Regions from separate parts of the Sus scrofa genome. Here all the other regions are linked to region 2. Evidence: chromatin contacts called from public HiChIP or PLAC-seq data. All regions are on one chromosome and are shown on one strand. Each heading gives the region's core, a stretch centred on a gene start, on an enhancer-like site or on the middle of the called end of the contact. The rest is flanking DNA. Distances are from core to core; before and after follow the strand shown.

Region 1 (3,890 bases), core at 771-3,270, 250 kb before region 2:
TTCGAATGGCCCTTTACCTTTTTCTCTATTATTAACTTTTTTCCTTCAAAGCCCATTGCTGGTCCCTTCAGCCACTTGGTTTTACCAACTACCTCATACTCTGAATTCTTAACAGCTGTCTGCAGCAGGTATTTGACGTTTATCATGGGCTATGTCTTTGGCAAACATCCTGTCTCTGCAAATTTTATTTTTAAAAATGAGTAATTATGTTTTATAGTTTCTTATAGCCTCGGCTCCTGGCATAATACTCGGTGTAGAGAACATATGTGTTTAACAGACATTCATGATGGACAATAACAATGATGAGAGCAAAGGGTGAATTTCTCCCCAGGACACGTGGTTATTTCCCAGGCCTTGTGTGATTAAAAGAACCTGCTGACTCCGTAAAGGAAACACTCAACTGATTAGCAAAAACTGTAATTCCCAACTACAGCATATTATATTCCAGGAATTGGTGCTACAATCCATTTGTAGCTCGGTAGTTTGAATTTCATTATGGTAAATGGCACTTTTAGAGGAACGAAAGGAATATTTTGAATTTATTATTTCTTTTATCTGTGAACCTCAAAGCATTTTAAAGCCATTTATTAAGTTGCTGTAGCCAAGGTGTAAATATTATTATTTTGGTCTTTTTGTCTTTTCTAGGGCCGCACCGGCGGCATGTGGAAGTTCCCAGGATAGGGGTCCAATTAGAGCTGTAGCCTCCCGCCTACACCAGAGCCGCAGCAACGCGGGATCCGAGCCGCATCTGCGAGCTACACCACAGCTCACGGCAACCCCGGATCCTTAACCCACTGAGCAAGGGCAGGGATGGAACCCGCAACCTCATGGTTCCTAATCGGATTCGCTAACCACTGAAACCACGACAGGAACTCCAAAGGTGTAAATATTATTATACCCTCCTTACAAAAACGTCCACCAGCGAAAGAGTTGTAAGGTACTTGGTTAAAGTATCGAGCTATTGTAAGAAGGTTACATCAAGAAACTCAGTAACAGCTGTGTCTGACTAAGCACCATGTCAGGTAAGCACTTAGCATCTCCCACACTTCGTCTTGCGAAGAGAGGAGGCCAAAATAAGGTGAAATTTAAGATTGCAATCATCTTTCCTCTCCCTCTGTATTCCTATTCCTCTTTGCACTCTGTTAAGATGCTCACACATTCTTACTCATGCTTAATTAAATGCTAACACATCTTTCGTCTTTCACAACTTGTCTTTTTCCCCTCCAGTCATCTTGTTCTCCCTACCTCCCAGTCCACTGTAGCAGCAGAGCAAAAAGAAGTGCCAGCTGAGATCTGAAACGAGGTTGGAACCCTCGTCCAGGCACTTAGGAATTCCGTCTCTTTGAGAAGGTCGGGTTCACTCAGAGGCAGTTTCCTCTTTGTGTGTAAAATGGGGATGGATCACGTCTAATTTACTCTGTCACAGGATGGGTGAAACCACAGGTCGCGATTCGTAAATTGTAAAGCACACTCCCTTACTGTACCTGTCTTGTTTAATTTAATTGAAGCCCGGGGCCACAACGTGAAGGTTCCTAAACCGACAGGGTGTGCCCGCAGGGACCAGCCTAGAGGTCTTTTATCCTTTGAGAAAACGCAGGGCATGGAGTTGCTGGGAGGCGTAGTCTTTGCCGCAGTCTCAACACACCGCTGGGAAAGAAAAGAACTACAACTCCCGTGAGGCCGTGCGGAGACAGCCGGGCGCACCCTCCCGCCAGCGCGAGCCTTGAGACTAAACGGGAGGGGGCCTTCGCGCGCCCTGCGGGCTCACACGGGAGCCCTGGGGCGCCCCTCGGTGGCTGAGCCAGAAAAGGAGACGCATGGGAGTCTGCGGGGATCGTAACAAGGACAAAGCACATGGAAAAAGGCAAATTAAAAACTAAAAATCGTTCCTCACCACCTGGCGGGCCCTAACTCGTGGGGCTAGGAAGGCGTCGCTTCCCGGCCAGCGCCTCCCACCGCCCGGTGCCCCGGGGGCTTAAATCTGCAGGGGCGGGAAGGGGCGGGGCCGGCGGCGCGGGTGGGGCGGGGCCTAAGGCGGCGAGCGCTGCTGGCGGCGGCGGCCACAACCCAGACATCTGGGACTGTTGTTCTCTCGCGGCGGGACCGCCTCGGTCCGTTCGCCCAGAGAGACCGGGAGCTGGTCTAGTGGGGAGCGGGCGGCCGCGCGCCCCCTCTCGTGCTTCCCCGAAGCTGCGCAGGAGCTGGCACAAACATCCTGCGGCTGGTCTCCAATGCCCTTCAGTGAGGAGGGGGCGTCGCGACCCTGGTGAGCGTACGTCAAGCCCTTCCAGTTCGGTGTCTGCGCGGGTCCCCTAGGCCCGCACCCCCGTCAGGCTGCCATGGCTGAAAACGCAGAGGGAGACCTGAACTCCAACCTGCTCCACACCCCCTACCACACCGGGGACCCTCAGCTAGACACGGCCATCGGGCAGTGGCTGCGTTGGGATAAGGTGGGTACCTGGTCGGCTCGGCATCCGCCCTCTCCTCCCGCCCCCCACCCCTTACACTGTACGCCCTTTCGCGTCCCCACCCGCTGCCCGGCGGGCTGTGGGGGAGACGGCTCCCGCCGCCGGGCGGGGGTCAGCGGAGTCGGGCGTTACCACGCACCTATGCTTGGGCTGCCTCCTGGGACCATTTAAGCTGAGAAGGAACGCCTGTAGTCGCTTCCTTTTGCAGTGAGCGAAATTGCAACCTCCCTTCCTCCTCCGCCCCCCCCCCCCAGGTGTATGTCATCTCTCTCAAAAAATAATAATAGTATAACATCATCATCATCATCATAAGCTCTACCCTTACTGGAGCTATTTCCTTTTCCCTTTCTTCTCCCTTGACTTCCTATTTAACAAATCTGAAAGTGGTTTTGTTGGGTTTCGCCCCCCCCTCCCCGTTTCCCCCCGCACCCTTCTTGGACGTTTCTAACCGCTATCCGCTTTAGTCCTGGTCCGGTGTGTTTCCACCTTTCGTCGCTAGGTAATCGCCGGTCTTTTATCACTCCCTGGTATATTCTCTAATATCACCTTTTGCTTTTGAGAAAGGTAGAGGTTCTCTTTCTTTCTCGGCCAGGAGTTGTTTTCTGGAAGTATCCTGTTCCAGAAATCGTTTTCCAGGTTTCATGTGATGTTTCTGACACAGAATTGTTTTTGCTTTACCGACTCCCTCCCCATTCCTCCCACTCCTCCAAATTGTTGCGGCGATTTCCTCTTGTGCGGGCATATGGGATGGATATGTGAGAGCTAGAATTAAAATAGAGCTAGCTCGCTTGAAAAGAGGCCCCTGGTGGCTCCAACCAGAGGAAGATGATCCAGGCTTTTGCTTTGTGAAAGTCTAAATGCATTCGCTCATGTAGAGAGGACAATATGTTTAAATGGAGTTACTGATACTGAATGAAAGAATTGGTACGGTAATATGTGAAATTGTTATTCAGTCTCATAAAGGATTATTAGCTTTCTGAAAAAGTTTTATTTTCACTTTGTTGAGTAATTCATGGATTCAGCAAAAAATATCTGTTGAGCAGTGGGTAATGTGCGGGGGCCTTTAGGTCCAGGGTATGCTATTGTTGAGGAAGCTAGAAAGGGTTGGTTCCTGCCCTCAACAGCCTTCAGTCAGAAGATAAGGAAGACCAACAAATAAGCAATTACGAGTTATTTACTATGCCTGGGATATATATATATGTCTTGGACATTCTGATTCTTCCTCTGGAGTCTAAACCAGTGCTTCTCAAACTTTGAAGTACTTACAGATCCCCTGAATCTTGAAATGCAGATTGTGATTTAAGAGGCTTGGGGTGGGGCCTGAGATTCTACTTCACAATGAACTCCCAAGTGATACTAATGCTTCTGGTCTGTGGACCACACTTTGAGGAAGTAGCAAGAACCTAGAGTGTTTTGATTGAG
Region 2 (4,119 bases), core at 1,414-3,913:
GACATGAGACTTACATGAGGCATGCCTATGTTCCAAGAAAGAAGAAAATAAAAATCCAGGAAAATAAACTACTTGAAGACCACATAAAATTCACCAACATATGCTCTTCTCTTCACGGTACTATAAAGAAGCATTTTTCTAAAGAACTTTACCTTCCAGGATAAGCAATTAACCTAAATTAAAAAGACCAAAGCATCTATTTAATCAGCTTAAGTTACTAATAATCTTCTAATCAGTAGATGTTTTTTCTCTTAGTATTTTATTTTCTCTTCTTCAGTTCATCTTCAGAGAACTTGTTTTGACAAAATGAGAAGCTAAACTCTAATTAAACTTATCTGAAGCATGCATAGTTATTTAAAAACTAACATTTTTATGTACTTTTAGTGAAGAGTGATGGAATACTGAAAGATCAAAGTTTAGTTTAAGACAGCAACCAAGATACGTATCAACAATAAACGTTACATTAATTTTACCCTCCAGGTTAATTTTTCCCAAATAATCTGTTATAGATCAACTTCCAGGTGCTCCATGTTACAGTTCTACCTTACTGTCTATCAAAGCTAAAACAATCTTCATTTTATCTTACATGTAGCCTTCCATCACCTCTTTGTACTGTGCATCCTTCGACCTATCTTCTCCGTCAAAATTTTCTCAATTTTCTACTGTGTCTCATAGGTCTCTACCTCAAAGTTTCCTGGTTTTTCCAATCATTCTAACCACCCCTCTACCTATTTTAATCTATAGGACTCTCCTTTCTCTTTGTTTCTAGGACCTGCTTTCACAGCATTACCTATCTTACCTTCATCTCCTTTTTGATCATTTTTTGTACATAACATCTCTTCAGAATCTAAGGTTTTCTTCTCTAGTCCTGATTCCAAAAATAGCTACCAACCTATCTTTAGAATCCCAAACACATACACTTGACTACCTCAGACCTAAGTATTTTTCCTACCCCTTTTTTCTTTACAGTCACTAGTCTCCAGAATCCTGGTTCTACAAATACTCCGCAAAACCAACTCCCTGTTCAATTACCTCTGTTTCAAATAACTACCTCTCCCATGTTCAACACGTTATACTCTCTCTTCTACACCTTCATACCCCCGAACCTGGCACAAGCCATTCAATAACCTAAAACTCCCAAAGCAAACAGCTCCTCCCAACCCAGTAAAGGAAGGTTTCCCCTAAAACACTTTAAGTGGCTACACTCCATACTCTGTTAATTGAATCTTATCAGACCCAAACATAGCTTCCATCAGATGTATTAGCCCAGAAAAAATCAATTGCCCAAATCGCCCTCTTTATGCATCCTGGACTTAGCTCTGCAGCCCTGCGTTCCCTAAACCCTGTTCCTAGTCATCTCTCCGTCTGTGGAGCCCCTGGTCAGTCTCTAAGGCCCTCAGCCCTCCTCCCCTTATCCCCGCCCGCACATCTCACCCCAACAGTCTTCTGGAGTGTGTTCTCCATCTTTCCTCTGGCCTGTTCTCCACACTTGCGCGGTACCCCTCAAGAGACCCAATCTCTAAGTCGCCCGCTCACTCCCTGAATCTGCCTCTTACACCTCTAGGAACTCTCTCTAGAACCTTCTGCTCCCTGTTTCTCTCGTCTGCTCCAACCCTGCCTCAGGTGTTCTCGCTTTCCGTCGGCTTTTTCTAACACCTAGTGTTCACAGTCTTCTTACGCCTCCTAATATTTCCCTGGTTCTTCTAATTCCCCTCAACTTTTCTCTGTCATTTCCCATTTCTCTCAGCCCTCCCTGGCAGACTTCCCTCCACCTCTGTCACCGCTCATCTCCCTTTTCTCAAACCTCCTCCACCCCTTCTTCTGGGGGTGCCTCATTACCTCTCTTACACGATCCTCTCAGCCTCTTCAATCTTTGCCTCATTCCCCTCCCTCCAATACTATTTGTCCTCCAATTCCATTGACTTGGCGCCTCCCCTAGTCCCCAGATCCACCTCCTACTTCATCTAAACGTCTCCAGGCCGCCGCCAACATCTTCTCCCCTCCTGAGCCCTCCTGGTCGTGCCGCCCTAAACGCGCAGAGACACCATTCTCCAATGGCCGGGGCCTGGCCTCTAGGGAGAAGGGGTATGGGTCACGTACCCCATTCGCATCTTGGCTCCGCTCTGACTGCCCCCGCTGCCGGGGAGAGGCGGGCGAGAGGGCAGACGGCCGAGGTGCATGCTCTTCTCGAGGGCCGACATGAAGGGGAGGCCGCAGGTAGCCGAACTGTAGCCGAAGCTCCGTCCCACGCTAAGAGCGGCCCAACCGGTCACAGCTCGCTCCCCTAGCGACGCCCTGTAGCCTTTGGACAGCACCCAGCTACCGGCAGCACCGCCCACCGGCTCCGTAGACTCCACCCCCTCGCCTTGCGCTTCCACCGGAAGTGCGCAACAGCACTTCACAAAGGGAGCTGGGTAACGGAGTCTCGGACCCCTCAGACCCCAAGCGGAGAACTTCACGATCCCAGACGGAAAGAGAAGTGCTCCTGAAAGCAATGCACCCTGGGCAATGGAGTCCTCAAAGGGAGTATCCCTTTGCGCCTGCGCAGCTGGAGGAGACCGTCTCCAACCCCGCGAAGGTAGTGTAGCAAAGCATTCTGGGTGTTGTAGTCTCCTGGTCTGAAGGAGTATGCCGCCTTTCTTTCTCATGGCTTCCCGGGGACTGTTAGAGAAAGAGTCGCTTCTTCCTGCCTCCCAGGCTGCCCAGCGGCGCCAGTTGCTGGGGAACGCAAGCGCGGTGGGAAGGGATGGCGGGAGGTTACGGCTTGGGTGCTGTGGCCGGATTTGAGTTGATGAAGAGGAGCTCGGGCTCGCCATGAAACAACGGAAAGCCCAGGGGCCTGGGGCCGGCCGCAGCCGCGGGAAGAGAGGTAACGAAAGGTTGAGGGCAGAGTGGTAGGGCGGAGTTAGGGGAGCAGGGTGCCAGACGTTCTAGGCAGACTCCCCGCCACCCCCACCCCTCCCATACGCACAGCCGCCTGTTTTTTAAAAAGGGGTTGGAGAAGGGAGAATAACCAGGGAATCAGAAGATTGAAAAGACAGGGCGTTTGGCTCTCCTGCGAATGGAAAGGAAATAGTGGCCGAAGTAGGAGGCAAAAATGAGTAAATGAAGTGAGGGTTAAAAGGGGACGCTTCTAGAGGAAGGAAAAAAAAAAAAAATTGTAGGAATGTTTTGCTTTTTACTTTTTAAAAATTGAGATTATAATTGACATATAACATTGTTCGTTTCAGCTGTACAATATAACGATTTGTATATATTTCGAAATGAGTTCGTGTCTAGGTAGCATCATCACCAGACATAGTTACAAATATTTTTTTCCTTCTGAGGAGAGCTTTTAAAATCTACCCTTTAGCAACTTTCAAATAGACAATACACTATAATTAACTGTAGTCACTGTGCTGTATTTAAATCCCCATGATTTAGGAGTGTTTTTGATAAAGTCAGACGTGTGTTGGGGATGGGGGTGGGGAGGGTGTAGTTTTGCAGGCCACATGGGACTGGAAAAAAAATAAGTTGTAGAGGAGAGTATAGCAGTGATCCTAATGGGCAGGGGTCATGTTTAATACGTTGCCGAATCCCCAAGAACTAGCACAAAGCTGGACTCAGTAAATGTTAGTTGAATGACTGAAGGTGAGACGATCATAAAGCATCCAGGGCTACAGCTGGGAGTAGCGAAAGGATAGTTGTGAAGGAAAAGGAAGAAAAGCTGGGGAGTGGTGGGGGTTGCCGGGGTTGTGAGGGCATGAAGTTCTCTGAAGGATTTAAGATGAAAGAGTGTGTAGCAAGAGAACCTTATCAGGTTAGCATGCTCAAGGAGAAGCAAGCTCACCAAGAGACCAGGAAAGTGTTAGCTGCAGCAAGAACAGTCACCCTGGGAACCCAGGACAGATCAGGAAACGAAACTGAATCTCTACAGGGCTGCTTCAAAAAACATATTAAAAAACCAAAACAAAAAATCCTGGGTGAGTCTGCCTATTTATATTATAGGCAAAGCAGTATTAGGACTCGTGATAGTGCATTAGGCCATTAGGTTAAGAATGAAAGCTGAAGTTTGGGGATGAATCTTATCCACACTGTGTAACAATAACACAGTTTTGAGGCAATGCCTTTCCTTCTAGG
Region 3 (3,739 bases), core at 94-2,593, 150 kb after region 2:
CGGTCGTGGAGTTGGGGGTCGCGGGCTGAGCCCGTGGAAGGAGTGGGTGCTCTTGCACCTGAGCCTCAGGGCGCTGCTAGAAAGAACCCTGGCAAGGGGCCGGGGGCGTATGTGGCCCTGGGCAGCCTCTGCTTCTTTCCGGGCGACAATGAGGGTGGCGGAGCTAGGAGATGACCCTACAGGGGAACCAAGGTTGGGGAGCGGGGGATCGGCTCCCGGAAGTGGGCGTGGAGGGGGGGTGTCGCGGAGAGAACCCCGGGCGGGGCGGTCTCTGCGGAAAGGCGGTGGCTCGCGGGTCGCGCCCCCGCCCCCGGAGCCCGCAGGCCCCGCCCAGGCCCTGCCCAGGCGTCTAGGTCGCGCGGCGGCTGCTGCAGGTCTCTCCGCAAGCCCCGGCCCGCCACGCCTTCGGATCGTCTTCTCTCCGCTTCGGATCGAGGGCGCTCCCTGGACTCGCCCTCTGCCCGACGACAGACAGCTGCCGGTTCTCCTGAGTTCTCCCTGCGGCCCGGTGAGCCCGGCTCCGGCCCGCCCCGGCCTTGCGCCCGCTCCACCTGCCCCACGCCCGCTACCCGCCCGCCCGCGGGGACCGCGCGCCTCGTTTAATTTCCCTCCTCGTCTCCTCTTTTGTATTTTATTTCTCGGTCTTGTTTCTTTCTCTCTTTCACCCTTTTGCTGTCTTTTCTTCTTTACCGCTCGCGTTCAAATGGCTGTCATTTAAGCCTTCACCCTAACACTGCTTCTCCTCGGCCGGGGTGAGGGGCCTTCAGCAATGACCAGAATGACCTCTCCCACCCCAGGCGGCTCCGGGCCATTCCTGGGGCAGTTGTCTGCCTGCAGGAGACTGAGCTGCTTGATGCGGCCCCTCTAACCTCCTCGCAGACCCGATCTGGGCCCTCGTTGATTCCGTCTGTCTCCGCCCCATCGCGACCCCCTCCAGCACTCAGATCCCCAGAGCCTGCTGACTGTGCTGGGCGATGCTTCTGCAGAGTACAGAGTACAGAGTCCCACTAAAGCAGGGTGTGATACCGAGGGAGCAGCAGGAGCGGGAGGGCTCTGGAATCATCCCCCTCAGCTGCCCTGTGGGAAACAGACTCTGTTCCCTGCCCTCTCACCCCCAGGCAAGGACTGAGGGGGCATGTGTGCCTTGGGCCCCGTGGCCCTTTCCTTGCTGGGCTGTGGTCGTTAAAGGCGCATTTCCTTTTCTAAACGCTCCTTTGTCCTCACCCACAGGACACATAGTATGACCATTACGTGTTTCGTCTCCCAGCCATCTTCTATGGAAAACCCAAGGGATGGGGCCATGATAGCCACTGGCAGCTTTGAGGAATGGGAGGCCTTTAGAGAAGCTTGATCTTGAAGGCCTCAGTGTGAGACCTGACGAAGCCAGGTAAGAGCCCAGTCTAACTGCGGAGTCTTTGCTGCCTCTGCCCTGTGGTCTAGGGGTGGGGTGGCAGGACGTTAACAAAACAACCAGCAGCACCGCCCCAGTAAAGTCCCTCTTAAGAGTTCGCGAAGCACTTCTGTATATCCGTGGTCTCATTCTGGCCCTCAGCCCCCCCCCCCCCCCACAAGCCAAGGATGGTAATCCCCAGAGGAGGAGATTGAGGCCCAGGTGGCCACCCTGGGAGTCTCAGCAGAGCCAGGCCAGGAACCTCTTGTTCTAACTCATGTTGCTGACTCAGGCTGACTGGCCCCGAGACTGAGATTGGTGATCAGCTGTACGTTTTTGGACTTGAAAGCAGTTAATTGCCAGGGACTGTCACATATGATTAACTTTCTGGTTAGGCCTGAGTTTAATTTCATCTTCTTACTAGTCTTTAGCACAGGCCCCTTTGCCTCTGTACCCACGGCTCTTAAGGACCTGACTTGGGCAAACGCAAGGCAACATACAAAATGGCAACTTAAGCCTCTGTGCACTTGTCTCTGAGGTGAGCGGGGGGCTAGGTCTTATTTATCTCTGGCCCTCCCAACTCTGCAACCCAGATCAAGGTCAGGAAATGATTAACTCATTCGTCATGTCTCTGATGCCCAGAGAAGGGATGCCATCTGCCTGAACCTTCTCAGGACTGTCACATTGTCACGAGAGGACTTGGGTGTTGGCCTTGCTCCTGAAAGGCCCTGCCTGTGCCTGGGGCTAAGAAAACAGCAGGAAAGAAAGGAGTGGGCACCAGGGCAAAGCAGATAGCATGGGCTTTGGCGCCTGCAGACAGGGCTTAGGAAGTTCCTTCACCCGTAAAGTGGAAGCAGGAGCAGCCCCTCACAGGGCTGCTCTGAGGAGTAAGGATGCCAGGCAGAGGGCGACAAAAGGTGTGAGCACCCCTGGGTTAGGGGGATGTCAGGGCAAGGAAACGGGGGATTCTGGAACACCGTCACAACCCCTTCTGCCACCTAAGTGCCAGCCTTCACTGAGCCTCATGTGCGCCAAGCTCCAGGGAAACAGGAAGAAAGGCAGCAGCTGAGTGGGGAGTAGCCTCTGGGTCCCGGCCACCCAGGGTGAGAAGCGCAGGAGGAAGCAGCCCCGTGCGCTCTGTTTCCCTGGGTCCGTTTTCGCAGCTGACTCTCCGCTCATCATTCTCTGGCTCTTTCTCCTGGCCCCGCAACAGGGGCAGCCAGTCAGGCAGGGCTCAGAGCCGCCCCGCCCGCGCTGGCAAAGAAGTAAACTCGGGGCCAAGAAGCAGGTCGTCTTCCCCACTGGGGTGCGCGCTCGGCTTCCTTCCTCCCAGGGCAGGGAGGAGACGGTGTCGTTGCAGTTCTGAGAACAAAATGGAGCTTTTGGTTTCCTTTGTCACTTCGCTGCTGTGACCTGCACTTCCCCACCCCCGCCTCTCTTGAAGCCGTGGCCCTTATGCGGGAGAAGAGAACACTGGGCAGAGAGGGGTCAGTTTTATGGGCCAGAGGAGAGAGCAGTGCCTTTGCACTTCCTCTCAGCCCTGAGCATTGCTCAGCATCCTTCGCGGCCTAAGTTCTTTCTGATTACTCACCAGAGTTGGTTGCTCCCTCCTCTGCCTTTTTTTTTTTTTTTTTTTTTTTTGTCTTTTTGCTATTTCTTTGGGCCGCTCTCGCGGCATATGGAGGTTCCCAGGCTAGGGGTCGAATCGGAGCTGTAGCCACTGGCCTACGCCAGAGCCACAGCAACGCAGGATCCGAGCCGCGTCTGCAACCTACACCACAGCTCACGGCAACGCCGGATCGTTAACCCACTGAGCAAGGGCAGGGACCGAACCCGCACCCTCATGGTTCCTAATCGGATTCGTTAACCACTGCGCCATGACGGGAACTCCTTTTTTTTTTTTTTCTTCTCTGCCTTTTTTTTGTTTGTTTGGCCACGTCCATCCGTCCATCCGTGGCATGCAGAAATTCCGGAGCCAGGGATCAAACCTGAGCCACAGCAGGGACCATGCAGAGTCCTTAACTGCTAAGCCACCAGGGAACTCCCCAACTTTGCATTTTGAGAGTATGTTTTACAAACACCAAATCTAGCTTGAATCACCTGCCCAACCCCGTGCCAGACCATAAAGCCCCCTCCAGGATAGATACTGTCTCCTGCACCTCAGTGAACCAGCACTAGGGAGCCCAAGCTGTGTAGGGGCTGGTGGGGATACAACTGGACTGCATCAAAGGGGCTGAACTGATCTTGTTCATTGTCTTCTAAGATCTACACAGTTCCAGGCCCATCGGAACCTCTCCTGCTTCAGAAATTCAGGGCCCGTGGGTGTGTGGCTGTCAGGTCTTAATCTAG

The links. HiChIP or PLAC-seq counts read pairs in DNA pulled down with a chosen protein or histone mark.
Region 1: an H3K27ac HiChIP or PLAC-seq map of alveolar macrophages shows a contact between it and region 2. The contact joins the promoter of PGM2L1 here to the promoter of PPME1 in region 2. A contact is called at or near these places in 1 of 47 Hi-C or Micro-C datasets (heart right ventricle) and 1 of 2 datasets of contacts at active chromatin or transcription factors (alveolar macrophages).
Region 3: a contact with region 2 is called in an H3K27ac HiChIP or PLAC-seq map of alveolar macrophages. The contact joins the promoter of UCP2 here to the promoter of PPME1 in region 2. A contact is called at or near these places in 1 of 5 promoter capture datasets (fetal liver) and 1 of 2 datasets of contacts at active chromatin or transcription factors (alveolar macrophages).

Annotation. Positions count from the first base shown.
Region 1 is chr9:8,759,851-8,763,740 of Sscrofa11.1, reverse strand. PGM2L1 (glucose 1,6-bisphosphate synthase) reads left to right here and starts at 2,020. Exons shown (of 14, transcript XM_003129639.5): 1 at 2,020-2,450. The coding sequence starts at 2,340.
Region 2 is chr9:8,511,335-8,515,453 of Sscrofa11.1, reverse strand. It overlaps PPME1 (protein phosphatase methylesterase 1), which reads right to left and starts at 2,663. Exons shown (of 15, transcript XM_003357190.5): 1 at 2,101-2,663. The coding sequence starts at 2,648. C2CD3 (C2 domain-containing protein 3) reads left to right here and starts at 2,611. Exons shown (of 34, transcript XM_021062487.1): 1 at 2,611-2,869. The coding sequence starts at 2,815.
Region 3 is chr9:8,362,156-8,365,894 of Sscrofa11.1, reverse strand. UCP2 (uncoupling protein 2) reads left to right here and starts at 1,343. Exons shown (of 8, transcript NM_214289.1): 1 at 1,343-1,387.